Regions from separate parts of the Canis lupus genome. Here region 1 is linked to region 2. Evidence: chromatin contacts called from public Hi-C data. All regions are on one chromosome and are shown on one strand. Each heading gives the region's core, a stretch centred on a gene start, on an enhancer-like site or on the middle of the called end of the contact. The rest is flanking DNA. Distances are from core to core; before and after follow the strand shown. Region 1 holds the start of ZFYVE27 (protrudin). Region 2 overlaps AVPI1 (arginine vasopressin-induced protein 1).

Region 1 (6,309 bases), core at 2,023-4,522, 40 kb after region 2:
CTCTCTCTGTGACTATCATAAATAAATAAAAATTAAAAAAAATAAAAAAAAATAAAAAAAAAGAATGCCAGCATCCATTTATCTGTTGTGTGAGATAGCCACTGTGGACGCCAGTCCTCCAGCCGCACCAAGCTTTCAGATGAAGGCAGCCATGGCCAGCCTCTGACTGCAATCTCATTAAAGTTGGAGCCAAAATCACCCACGAAGCCCCTCTCCATTTCCTGACCAAAATTACCCAAAAGCCAAAACCAATGTGAGAAAATATAAACTTATTATTGTTTTAATCCAGTCAGTTTTGAAATAATTCGTTATACAGAAAGAAATAATGAATACAGCTCAAAGTGTCACAAAGTCTGGTATGTGGTGGAAATGGTGGCAGGAGAAACCACAGAAAACTCCCAAATTTAAAGGGAACTACGAAACCTCAGTTTGTGCAAGAGTGGGTCAGGGAGCCATCTGGTGGAGGTAGGTGTGCTTAGACATTCTTTTCTCTTCCCACTCCTATTTTCCAGCTCTTCTATCCAGCATTTCCCACTAGTATTTCTCCAAGGTCCAATCATGTGGGCCATACACACCTTCGCTTAGAGGTGCAAAGACTAACCTCTGGAAAACGTCAAGTGATTAGTTATCCTTTTTTACTATTTTCTTTCTTTCTTTTTCTTTTTTTTTTTTTTTAAGCTTTTTATTCATGAGTGACACACAGAGAGAGAGGCAATGACATAGGCGGAGGGAGAAGCAGACTCCTTGCTGGGATCCTGATGTGGGACTCAATCCGGGGACTCTAGGATCACAACCTGAGCCAAAGGCACATGCTCAACCATTGAGCCACCCAGGCGCCCCAATTTGTGAATTTTAAATAGCTCTTTTTATAATTAAGACCAGGAATCTTTTTTCCCTCTCTCTTGTTTAGAAAATTCACACTTATGAGTTTTTCATAAAATCCTAACACTCTGTCCTTTGAGGCCTGAATTTCAGGCAGATTAGTGAGGGCGGTCATTTCAACTGGGAGACTTCTATCCTTTTATAGTCCTACTGTGTAGGTGTAGAAAGATAGGGGCCATGACTGAGGGAAGTCTGGCTGCAGACATTGTTTAAAGATGTTCTGGAGCCAAGATAATCGAGAGTGGAGCATCAGAAATATCGTGGCTTGTAAAAGGGCAGAAAAAAGGATCAAATAAAGAGATACTGGACTCTAGAGTTTTGTTGTCCTAGTCATAACCAGTAGCTGTATTTAGCTATTTACATTTACAAATCCCATAAAGGGGCACATGAGTGGTTTGACTGGTTGGACAGCTGACTCTTGGTTTCGGCTCAGGTCATGATCTTGGGGTCAAGGAATCAAGCCCCACCTCAGGCTTGGCACTCAGCAGGGAGTCAGCTTGGGTTCTCCCTCTCCCTCAGCCCCTCCAGCTCGTTCTCTATCACTTTCTCTCTTTCTCTGTCTCAAAATAAAATCTTAAGTTTCCATAAAATAAAATTAAACACTTATTTCCTAGTTGCGATAGATGCCTTGTAATTGCTCTGTAGCCACATGTGCCTACTGGTACTCTATCAGACAGCCCAGATAATAGACCATTTCTTTCCATTGTCCGTGAAGTCCACCTGGACCATGGTGCTCTAGAGGGAGCAACAGTGGAAATAAGGTCAGTCTCAGTTAAAAGGAGTATGATAAGAAGGAATAGAAGAAATAGGGAAACGGGAAGAATGGTATATACAAATAGTCTCCAGAACACCTTGGTCTTTGGTTCCTGAGGACCTCCTTTTTGCCTGCACTCCCCCTGTAGGTGATCTCCTCCAGGCCCATTTTGTTTTTTCAATAAAGTATTAGAGTTTTAGGTTTACAAAAAAAAAATTGCCAAGAAATACAGAGTTCCCACATCCTAGCACCACCTGCCCTTGCACATGGTTTGCTTATCAACCTCTTCAACGGTATACTTGCCACACTGACATTCTTTTCTCTTCCCACTCCTATTTTCCAGCTTCTTCTACTCAGCATTCCCCACTAGTATTTCTCCAAGGTCCAATCATGTGGGCCATACACACCTTCGCTTAGAGATGCAGACTAACCACTGCAAAACGTCAAGTTATTAGTTATCCACTTTTACTATTTTGTTTCCTTTTTTCTTTTTTTTTTAAGATTTTTACTTATTTATTCATGAGTGACACACAGAGAGAGAGAGAGGCAGAGACATAGGCAGAGGGAGAAGCAGGCTCCCTGAAGGGATCCCAATGTGGGACTCCATCCTGGGGCCCTGGGACCGTCCTCTGAGCAGAAGGCGATGCTCAACTGCTGAGCCACCCAAGCACCCCACTGCTATTTTATATTCTCTTTCAGTCTCTTTCACTTAGCAGTGGCACTAGGACTTGAGGCAAAGTATGAAGACAAAATGCTGGAGAAGGGAAAGAAAGAACTGAGCAAACTTCATTATACAAAATTCAAAGTTAGACCCCCCAAAAGCAGAGTCTAGCTGACCAGTGTCTAATTATCAGGAGAAGCCATCGTTCATTGATATTGGTCGTGGCTGTTCCTTTCTGGTCTTTAGAGCCTTCTTGTATCCTCGTATCCCCTCCTTGTATCTCCCTCTATCGCACCCCCCCCCCCAAAAAAATGTCTAGTTCTTGAATAATATCTCTCAACGCAGATCTGCTGGAAGAGAGCACCAATTATACTACCGGACAGCCACTGGCCCACCCAGTGAGGAATTGCAAAGAAACTAAAATTCATCTTTGGAGTAAGTTATTGATTTACAACTACTTGTGAAATTTCAGGTGGTTAGGATATTAAAGAAATAAAAAACCATCTTTCTATACTTCTAGACTCATCCAAAGGAGGAGAGGCAGAACGCGGCAGACAAGCCTGGCCCAGCCACGGAGCCAGGTCCATTCCCCTGAGAAGGAGGAGGATTTCGGGCTGCTGCTTAGTGGTGCGCGTGGGGATGCGGCTCTGTCTGCCCTGCAGCTGTTTGGAGGGGGGAGAACTTCCCGCTGGGGCACAGAAGGGCTACAGACATCTGACTCCCGCTTGGACCAACCGGTTGGATTTGGACCAAGGCGGCGAGACGAACAGTCGTAAAGCTCGTGCTCCCGGGGCTGCGCGGCGACTCCGCGAACCGCGGCCCCCCGGGACCCACCGAATCCGGGCGGGGCCGAGCGAGGAGACGCACAGGCGCAGTGCGGCCGGAGGCGCTCACCTGTGCCGGGGTGGGCGGGGCTAAACGCGGGCGCGGGAGGCGGGGCGGCGTGGTGACGTCATGAGCACGCCGCCGCAGAGCAATTCGCGTCCCGGAAGCGTTGGCGGCGGCGGAGGCTCTTGGATTTGCGGCTCCAGAGAGGCCCCTGGAAGCGGCGCGTCCTCGGGGTGGGGCGGGCCTGAGGCAACGCTCGCGGGCCTGGTGGCCCTTCAGTGCTCCGTGGCCGTCCCCGCCCCTCCCCCGCCCCCCCAGCGACCGGGCAGGTGAGGCGCTACCCGTCCTTATCTCCAGGCCTCCGCCAGCCGTGCGGACTTGGGCGCCTGGACGCCGCGGGGGTCACCACCTGCTGGCCCAGCCGCTTGGGGCGTGGCCTTCCGTGCGGGCTGCGGGCCCCGGGCGGGCTCGGTGGGCTGCGGAGGGGACGGTCTGGGCCTCTGCCGGCGCTGCCCAGCCCCGCGCCCTCTCGGGGTCCTTTAGTCCGAGCTCCGCCTGCGGGTATTGCGGGCTCCCAGTGGCCACTTGGTCACATCCCCACCCCCAGCCCCCGGCAGGCCGCCGTCCATTGCGAGGAACTGGCTCGTGTGCTGTGCGCCAAGGTTCCCGCGTGCCGCCCCCTCCTTTTCTTTTTCAGAGTTTGGAGTAGGACTTTTTATTAGGGAAGAGGGTGAGGGTGCCCCTCCTCGGAGACGGGCTTTATGGAAGGAAGTGACTGCCCCGTGGGGTTGAAGGAAAAAGGGAGATAATGAGCAGGAATGATCCGGGAAGTGGTTGAGAGTAGAAAGGAGAAAGAAGCCGCAGATGTGGCGGCCAGGAGAAAGCTTGGGAGCCCTAGAGGATGGACAGTGCGTTCGCTCATTAGTGAGCATTCATTAACCGTCCACTGAGTGCACAAGCATGGTAAATGGAAGACGTGGTTTTTGACCTGTCAAGAAGCGCAGACCGGCAAGAAAGCAGGGAGTTTTAGTTTGGTGTGATAAATGTTTTAGGGCAAGTACCTGATCCATTGGGATTATTAGAGATGGTCTCCCATTCCAGACTGGGGGCCTTGGCAAAACAGATCTCTCAGATCAAGGGAGCAGTGTTTCAGCCCATACCTGAAGGATGAGTAGGAGTTAACCAGGTGAAGAGTGGGTGAAAAATATACCAGGTCATCATTTCTTTTTAGACATCATGCTGCCTCTTCGCAGCAACCATGTGTGCTTGGTCTTTATGGTTTTTACTCTTGATGGATCTGTGGGGAAAAGAACATTAGATGAAGAGTCATATGAGAAGGATTTTATTTTATTTTTTAAAAGATTTTTATTTTATTTTTATCCGTGAGAGATAGAGAGAGGCAGGGACCTAGGGAGAGGGAGAAGCAGGCTCCATCCCAGGACCCTCGGGATCACAACCTGAGCCAAAGGCAGACTCTCACCAGTGAGCCACTTAGGGGCCCCGAAGAGCAGGATTTTATATCTGGGCAATTCACTATTCCCTGCTGAATGTGTTTCCTTTCTGTGAAATGGGTATTCCATCTGTAACCCTTCCTACCTCTCAGGTTTATCATAGGCATCACGTAAAATAACGTAAGTAGAAGTGTTTTGGGGATTGTAAGGGCAATGCAAATATCGGGAATTATTATGATTGCAGGATGCAGACGTCAGAGCGTGAGGGGAGTGGGCCAGAGGTGAGCCCCAGCGTGATCCCTGAGGCTCCCCTGGAAACTCCACCTGCCCCTACCAAGTCCCCGGCATTTGATCTTTTCAACTTGGTTCTATCCTACAAGAGGCTGGAGATCTATCTGGAACCCCTGAAGGATGCAGGTGACGGTGTTCGGTACTTGCTCAGGTAACAGACTTTGTAGAGTTGCTCTGATTGTCTTGGCCTTCTGCTTTCCTGCTCCATAGTTGTGCTGGTCGTTTAGGTGGTTGCTGGGTTGTCCCTTCTGCCCTAGTGAGGAGTGGTTCTGGGAGGTCTGTTGGTTCCCTGGGCTTATTCTGGGCCTGCCCCAGGAGAGGCAGGCCCTAGGAACCATGTGGTCTTTCTGCAGTTTATTTTCTGGGCTTTAGTAAACTCATTCCTTAGGACTGCTAACTAGCTCTGAACATTGGGCTTTCTAAATCTTGAAGGAGATTTTTTTCCTCTTTTCTCTCAATATTAGCATAATTAATGTTAAAATTAGGATGTAATTTTGAACATCAGTTAAATAAAAATACCTGTGAATAAGGAGGTACCCTTTTCACCAATCTTTTAGGATTATGGAGCTCAAAATTTTTTGTTCTTATTTTGCTTTGAGTTTTCTTATTTTTGTTTTGTTCTTGATTTGCTTTGATGAAATCAAATAATTTATAAAAGAAATCTCTAGTTTCTTTTTTCCCTTTTCTGCTCACTGTATTTATCTTAAAGACTTTTATTTATTTATTTATTTTTTTAATTTTTATTTATTTATGATAGTCAGAGAGAGAGAGAGAGAGAGAGAGGCAGAGACACAGGCAGAGGGAGAAGCAGGCTCCATGCACCGGGAGCCCGACGTGGGATTCGATCCCGGGTCTCCAGGATCGCGCCCTGGGCCAAAGGCAGGCGCTAAACCACTGCGCCACCCAGGGATCCCTCTTAAAGACTTTTAATTACAGATATATGCCATTCCACTCCCTAAATACTGCAGTTTATTTCTAAATAACAAAGGCATCCTTTTTAATGAGAAAAAGCAACATCACGTCTAACAAAGTTAACAGTAATTCCTTTATGTCATCTTATACCCAGTTCACATTCAGATTTCCTCAGTTGTCCCAAGAATGCTCTGTTTTGGCCAAATCAGAGTCCAAACCAGGACCACATTCTTATGTGGTTATTATGTCCTCTAAGTCTTTTTCAATCTAAAATGGTTTCTTTTTTATGGTACTGACTTGCTGGAGACTGAGCTGATGGTCCTGGAGGATTTCCTAGTTAGATTTGTCTGGTTGCTTCCTCATGATGCAAAATGGAATTTAGATTTAAAGATTGGATCATATTCAAGTGAAACCCCCCCACAAAGGTCATATGACAAAGGTCATATGTTCCTAATATTGGGAGTCACATAAAACTTGGTTGTCCTACAGAGCAGACATTCATAGCCCAGAGACTGTGAGGGGGGCTTTAG
Region 2 (6,356 bases), core at 384-2,883:
AGGCTGGGGTGCCCATCCTGGATGCTCTGGGGAAGGAAAGCATGGAGACACTTCAGTCAGTAGGCCATTCCCAAACCTGCAGCCTGACGGATGCAAGGGCTTCTGGTGTTTCTATTCTCCAGGAGTCAACGTGCACTAAGTCTTAGTCACTCTAATTTTCAGGGCACCTGGGGGATATAATGTGAATAACGACAAACTTTGTTATGAAGTGCTTATGTGTACAATACATGTACTATCTCACTGAAGAGTCACAGCAACCCATGAAGTAAGAATGGTTTATTCCCACCATACAAATGAAGAAGTGTAACTTGGTTGAAATGACCCTTTGCAGTCACAAAGCCTTGCATAAGCAGAGAGCTGGGAGCAGAACCCAGGTCTGTGGCTGTAAAGCCCAGGCCGACCCGGGATACCTACGTCCTGAGGACAGTTCTGACAGCAGCCACGGAACTGTGTTGAGCCTTTAAATGTATTGGGCATGGCTCTGAGAGTTGTAATCACACAACCACCTCATTGAAACGTGATAACAGCAACCCTATGGGTAGATACTGTATCCTCATTTCACTAATGAAACTTTAGAATGGAAGCCAGGTCTCTCTAAGGCTCTGTAGCACAGAGGTGAGAAGGGTTTTGGGGTTGGAATATGTAGGTTGGAATCCCACTTCTGGCCACCTCCATCCCTGAATGGCTCACTTGCTTCCTGTGTGAATGTGTGAGCTGCACCAATTCCTACTTCACAGGGCCACAGTGGGGACTTAGGACAGTGTTAGGAACGGTGCCCCCCCCCCCCCCAAAAAAAAGAACGGTGCCCAACGTTCTATTCTGCTTTTCCAGCTGGAAAACAGAATGGTCATCCTACCTATTTTCAAGACCCTAGAGACACACCAAGTCCATATGGTTCAGTAAGCACAGTATGAAACAGACTAATCAGATCTAACTGCAGACCAAAAGGCCATGGAGAGGAACATAGGGGCAAAGAGGTGGCTACAGGGTTAGAATATACAACCACGGGCAGAGGTTGGGATCTAGAAGAGTTCAATAAAAGGAAGGCTCATGTCAATGCCCTCCCTCCATAGGAAATGAGAATTAAATGATCTTCCTCAGTTCTAGAGAGTTCAGTTTGAGTAACAAAGACATTTGAGGCTCACTCCCCCCATCCTTGTCTCCAGTACAGCCTGAAAAAGCTATGAGATTGGAAAGCAGACCAAAGACCTTGGCATTACACAGAACTGGGCTTGAATCACATTCCTGCCACCTTCTTAACTGTAACCCTAGGCAAGTTACTCAACATCTCTGAGCCTCTGCTTAGCTGTAAAGTAGGGCTCATAACCACTTGTCAGGATTGCTGTAAGGACTGCGTGAATCCAAAAAAAAAAAAAAAAAAAGGACTGAGTCCAGTGTGGTATCAGGTACCAGATAAGAGCCAAATAAATGCAAATGCCACCACACCCTCTGTTCTCACCCCCACACCCTGTCCCTTTTGGCTTCCTTGACTTTTGTAATTGGATCAGGGGTATGACAGGATCTCTTTTCCTCTGTTCTGGCCTAAACCAGCTGAGGATTTGCCTGTGCTCCTTTCACCCTTCAGCCCCAGGCCTAGTGGGGAAGGCCTGGCTGCTACACCAGACCTCCTCTCATCCACGGTGAGCTACAGAGATATCGGTCAACCAGAAACCAGCTTAAAAAGGGAGTAAAAATTAAAATACATTTCAATACAAAATGTCTATGCTCCTTGTAACAAACTCAAACAGAATGGACATCACATAAAGCATTCCCAGCTTCACGGCCCTTAACACTCACCTGCCTTTGTTTTCCTGAGACTTTGAGACCTCTCTCCAACTCTGATCAGACTCCTCAAATGTAACTGGCCCTCCCTCAATAACCAACCTCCTTATTCCAGTAATTTCCAAACTCACCCTGTCCCAGTGCCTAGGCCTCCTATCATAAGAACCCCACTTTCTTCAAAAGGTTTAATAACTAAAACCTCCACAAGAGGGCATCCCGGGTGGCTCAGTGGTTTAGCACCGCCTTCAGCCCAGGGCATGATCCTGGAGACTCCAATGGAGTCCCACGTAGGGCTCCCTATAGGGAGCCTGCTTCTCCCTCTGCCTATGTCTCTGCTTCTCTCTGTGTCTCTCATAAATAAATAAAATCTTAAAAAAAAAAAAAAAACTGCACAAGACTCAGATAAATTAACTCCACAAAAATTGTGTTTTTTATCTGGAAATGGGAATTTTTCAATCTACATCTCCTTAAGCACTATTTTGAAATCCAGTTAAAAACCTGGTATGTGTGGTAATCAAATCCCCTGAATTGGATGATAAAAAGTGACCAAAAAACAATAGTCACCAGGTAACACTTTCAGGCTGATGTTAAAAAACTAACTCTGGGTCATTTACTGGTGATAGGACAATATGCATGATATTTCATCCTCCAAATAGTTCTAGGAATCAAACACTGTTACCTTCCTCCCAGCTCAGAGAGGAGCAAAGAAAGCCAAGACACAGATTCAATGCCAGAGGCTCAGCCAAGGCCAGGACCTGGTGTAAGGGGCTGCAGCTGTGTTTGAATACCTCGGCTGCCTTCACAGCCAAGCAGCACCGAGCAAACTGAAGCCCATCATTTCTGTGGGGGAGAGGGCTCTGTTCTCACCTAATTCATAAAAGGGGAAACCTGCCACTTGGAAAGGGAACAATGACGAGCCCACACACAAGGTAGGGGCGGGGTTGTAGAGTTTACCTTTTCTTGAGTGTCAGAGCTGTTGACTGTGATCTGCTGTTGTAGCCTTGAACCCGCAGCACTCAGAGTTAGATTCCCAGCTCCCACAAAACAAATCTGGAACCACAGCTCAGCCCAGCCCAGTGCACACAGTACCAGCTCCTGAGTCAGAGGACTCTGAGCCCTTGTGCCACTCGCTGGCTGAGGAGCCTCCAGTACTTCACATCACCTCTGTGGGCCTCTGTTTCCCTCATACACCAGGAAGAAGGAACAGCTTCGTGCTTTTGGTCTCAGGGCGTGTGTAGTCAATGGTTCTATGACGAGGCTAGGTCTGTACAGAAGCAGTGACTGGATTTGCTCGTCTGATGAGGCCTTAATGCAACGTGTATGGACAGGTCTGGCTAATTAGGTGCCAGGAAATTCCCCAACCAGTAGTTCCTCCTTTTCTGCTCTCCTCAACCTTCCCTAGAGATAAGACACTGTTTTTGCTGCTGTGGGACTTGGGGTTAGGGACTGGGAGAAGACAGAGAACTCACTGCTCTAAAGCACTCCAGTGACCTACGCTGGCTGTGGCCAAGCCTGGGGCAGCCTCCTAGGCTGGTCTGGGTGGCGGGAGAAGAGGCCATGTTGGGCTTCTCTCAGATTCAGGCAATCTTACCCTCCCTTCAGAGAGAATGGCAACAGGATTAAGTAGCAGCAGCTGCCTCAGGGATGACTTGGAGCCCAACTTCCCAGATATTCACAGCCACCAGTGTGTGCTATGAAGCCCTACAAGGCCCCACCTCCAGCCTCCAGCATCCCAGTTACAGCAAGTTACAAACACACCAACAAACCATCTGGGTGAGTCTAAGCCTCCAGCTTCAAACATACCCTCCATGCATTTTGGGGTGGGGTGCCTTGGCACCTCTAGATTTTGAGGATCTTCACTCTTGGCTCTGCCTGCCCCTGGGAGTCAGCCAGCAGTAAGAGAATAAAAATCAATATGAGATTTCACATAGGATTAAACTTTGGGAAAATGAATTAGAACACTTTTATTAAAAAAAAAAAAAACACTTTTATTATCAGAATAAACTTTTTAAAAGATTTTATTATGTTTATTTCTAAAGATTTTATTTATTCATGAGAGAGACAGAGAGAGAGAGGCAGAGACACAGGCAGAGGGAGAAGCAGGGAGCCCGACGTGGGACTTGATCCTGGGTCTCCAGGATCACGCCCCAGGCTGAAAGCAGTGCTAAACCGCTGAGCCACCTGGGCTGCCCTAAGATTTTATTTTTAAGTAATCTCTACACCCAATGTAGAGCTTGAATTTACAACCTGAGATCAAGAGTGGCTCACTCTACCAACTAAGCCAGCCAGGCTCCCCAGAAGAAATATCTCATCTTATTCAATGTGTTATTTCCCCCCTAATTTCTTGGACAGGACCTGAATTCATGGGAAGTCAGTGTATACTTGAACAATGGTACTTTTTTGAAATGGAAAATGACACCATAGAGATATTAAAAGATTACAAGTGGATCTTTCATCCCAGAGCTGACGTGAAAGAATATAAACATGGGTCTGTGAACAAATGAGTAAAAACTCATTGCAAAATACTTCAGCATGACACAAAGTAGCTTAAAAATGAACCCCCAAAGTAAATACCAAATGTGGAAAAGGACAAAGTTCAACTTGTTTTGAAATAGGCAATAAATGAATTATAGAGCTCTAACAAAGAAATATATTTAAAAAGTGACTCACCATGCAATGAATTTGTAATACATAAATATAGCGCACAATTGAGCACCCTTTGTAGTCTATGAAGCTCAGTTTAGACAGCTAGCTATTCTGACCATGGTCTCAGAGAGGCACAGGTAACCAACTACCAGAGGCAGAACACACTTGCACGAGCTGCCAGCAACTGCTTCCACACTCAGCTCACCTCCTTCAGATAACCCTGGTGATGGTAATAATCTGTAATCGGAGGCAAAGGGCCTTTGGAAAAAGAACTGGAGGCTCTGGCCCAAGGCCCAGATCAACACTTGTGGCCCTGGCCTGCCTCCCCTGTCGCTGGACAGCAGCCAAAATCTGTGGTTCCTCCACTGGGAGGCGGAGTCAACAAGGCCGTGTGAGCTCCCAGGCCCTTAAGGCCTACCCTACCCCGAGAAGAAACTGAGAGAACTGCATACATGTCAGTCTGCAGATCTAATGTGGAAGTGGACAAAAGGGCCCTACTCCTAGACCAATTCTCAGACACGACTGGAAAATAAACTAAGTGTAGAAATAACCCTCTTCAAGAGTTCAAGAACCCTGAATTCTGGCCGTGCCACTGAAAACTGGGTGACATTGACAAGCCTGTTTCCCCTGCCTCATTTTGCCCATCATCAAATGAGTGAGAATAAATAACCCTTAAAGGAATAAGGGTTATTCCCTTATTCCAGTACATTGCTGTACTGGTGAAAGCATCCATTCCAGTACATTGCATCATGAATGAGTGATGTAAGGGAAAGGCAATTTAACAGCCAGGCAGTATAGAATCATTGTCATTTTCATGAAACTCCCTCAAAAGGGGCCTTCACTTGGGAAAAGATGGCAAAGGGGAATGGATCCATCTGTAGACCTTTAAATCACAGCTGCCAGTGAGGCAGCTTGCTCCATGTCAGACACAGAACATCACTTTCAAATAGGTGATCTTTTTAACTCACCCCTATGAGGAAGCACTATAACTAAAAAGGTTATACCCATTTTACAGATGAGAAAACTGAGCTCAGAAAGGTTAAGTGACTTGCCCAAAGTCAAACAGGAGGTGGGTGGTGAGGCTGGGATATACCCAGGTAGTATGATCTCAGCGCCCAGCCTCTCAACCACTGCTATTTTTGTTCCTGCCAGATGGTTGTCGAGGTCTTCAGGGGAAGGAACGACCCGGAGGCTCAGAAACCTCTCGGAGCCTGCTATCTGCTTCTGCGGGCTTCGGAAGGCGCAGGGATCGAAAGGCAAGTCTCCCAAGCCTGCCTCGGCGCCCTCAGCACTCCACGGCCCGCAGGGAGTTAGAGCGATTACTCACCGCGCCGAAAGGCAGCGCCGACAGACCTCAAATCGGGATGGGGCAAGCTAAGAGGCGCCCACCCCAACCCTTCGCGGCTTTGGCAAGGGCGGGCGCTTCCTGATGCGAAGGCGCTCACGAGGTCCAGGCGGCGCTCACCCACGGGTCGAGAGCTTGGGAGGGGATCTCCTGGCCCAGGCTGCAGGGCCACATCCCCAGCACAGGTCAGCCCCCGGGGCTCAGACGTGGCCGCTTCGCACAATGCCGGGCCCTAAGCGGACTCCGGGTTCGGGTCCCAGCGGCACCGGGTCTGACGGCCCGCCCGCCCGCTCCCACCGCAGCGCGAGCCGGGCCTCGGAGCTACGTACCTGGCTGCCCGAGGCGGGCCACCTGGGTCACAGCCGCGACTCGGGGAGAGAGCGCTCCCCGGCCGGGGAGGAGCCAATCCTCGGCGGAGCCTCGGCGAGAGCTCGGGGGCGAGCCTCCCAGAACCGAACGCGGAGACTCCGTGGGCCAATCAGCAGCAGCGGAGGCGCGAGGGGCGCGCCGGGCCCCGCCCCTTCCCCCCCGCCGGCCTCGGAGCCCAGCGCGAAGGTTCCCCGGGCCCAATCAGCCGCGGCGC

Evidence for each region. Hi-C and Micro-C count contacts between places; a contact is called where the count stands out from the background.
Region 1: a Hi-C map of amygdala shows a contact between it and region 2, with 2.8 times the contacts expected there. The contact joins the promoter of ZFYVE27 here to the enhancer-like site in region 2. A contact is called at or near these places in 5 of 9 Hi-C or Micro-C datasets (amygdala, blood, liver and 1 more).

What each region holds. Positions count from the first base shown.
Region 1 is chr28:11,149,913-11,156,221 of UU_Cfam_GSD_1.0, forward strand. It overlaps ZFYVE27 (protrudin), which reads left to right and starts at 3,273. Exons shown (of 12, transcript XM_038578459.1): 1 at 3,273-3,454; 2 at 4,821-5,018. The coding sequence starts at 4,822.
Region 2 is chr28:11,111,303-11,117,658 of UU_Cfam_GSD_1.0, forward strand. It overlaps AVPI1 (arginine vasopressin-induced protein 1), which reads right to left. Exons shown (of 3, transcript XM_038578449.1): 2 at 1-26. The coding sequence starts at 16. Among named protein-coding and RNA genes, the nearest start is that of MARVELD1, 19 kb to the right of the region's middle. Within about 2 kb of position 1,634, at least 2 of the 20 cell types and tissues checked have an H3K27ac peak or open chromatin away from gene starts, as enhancers often do.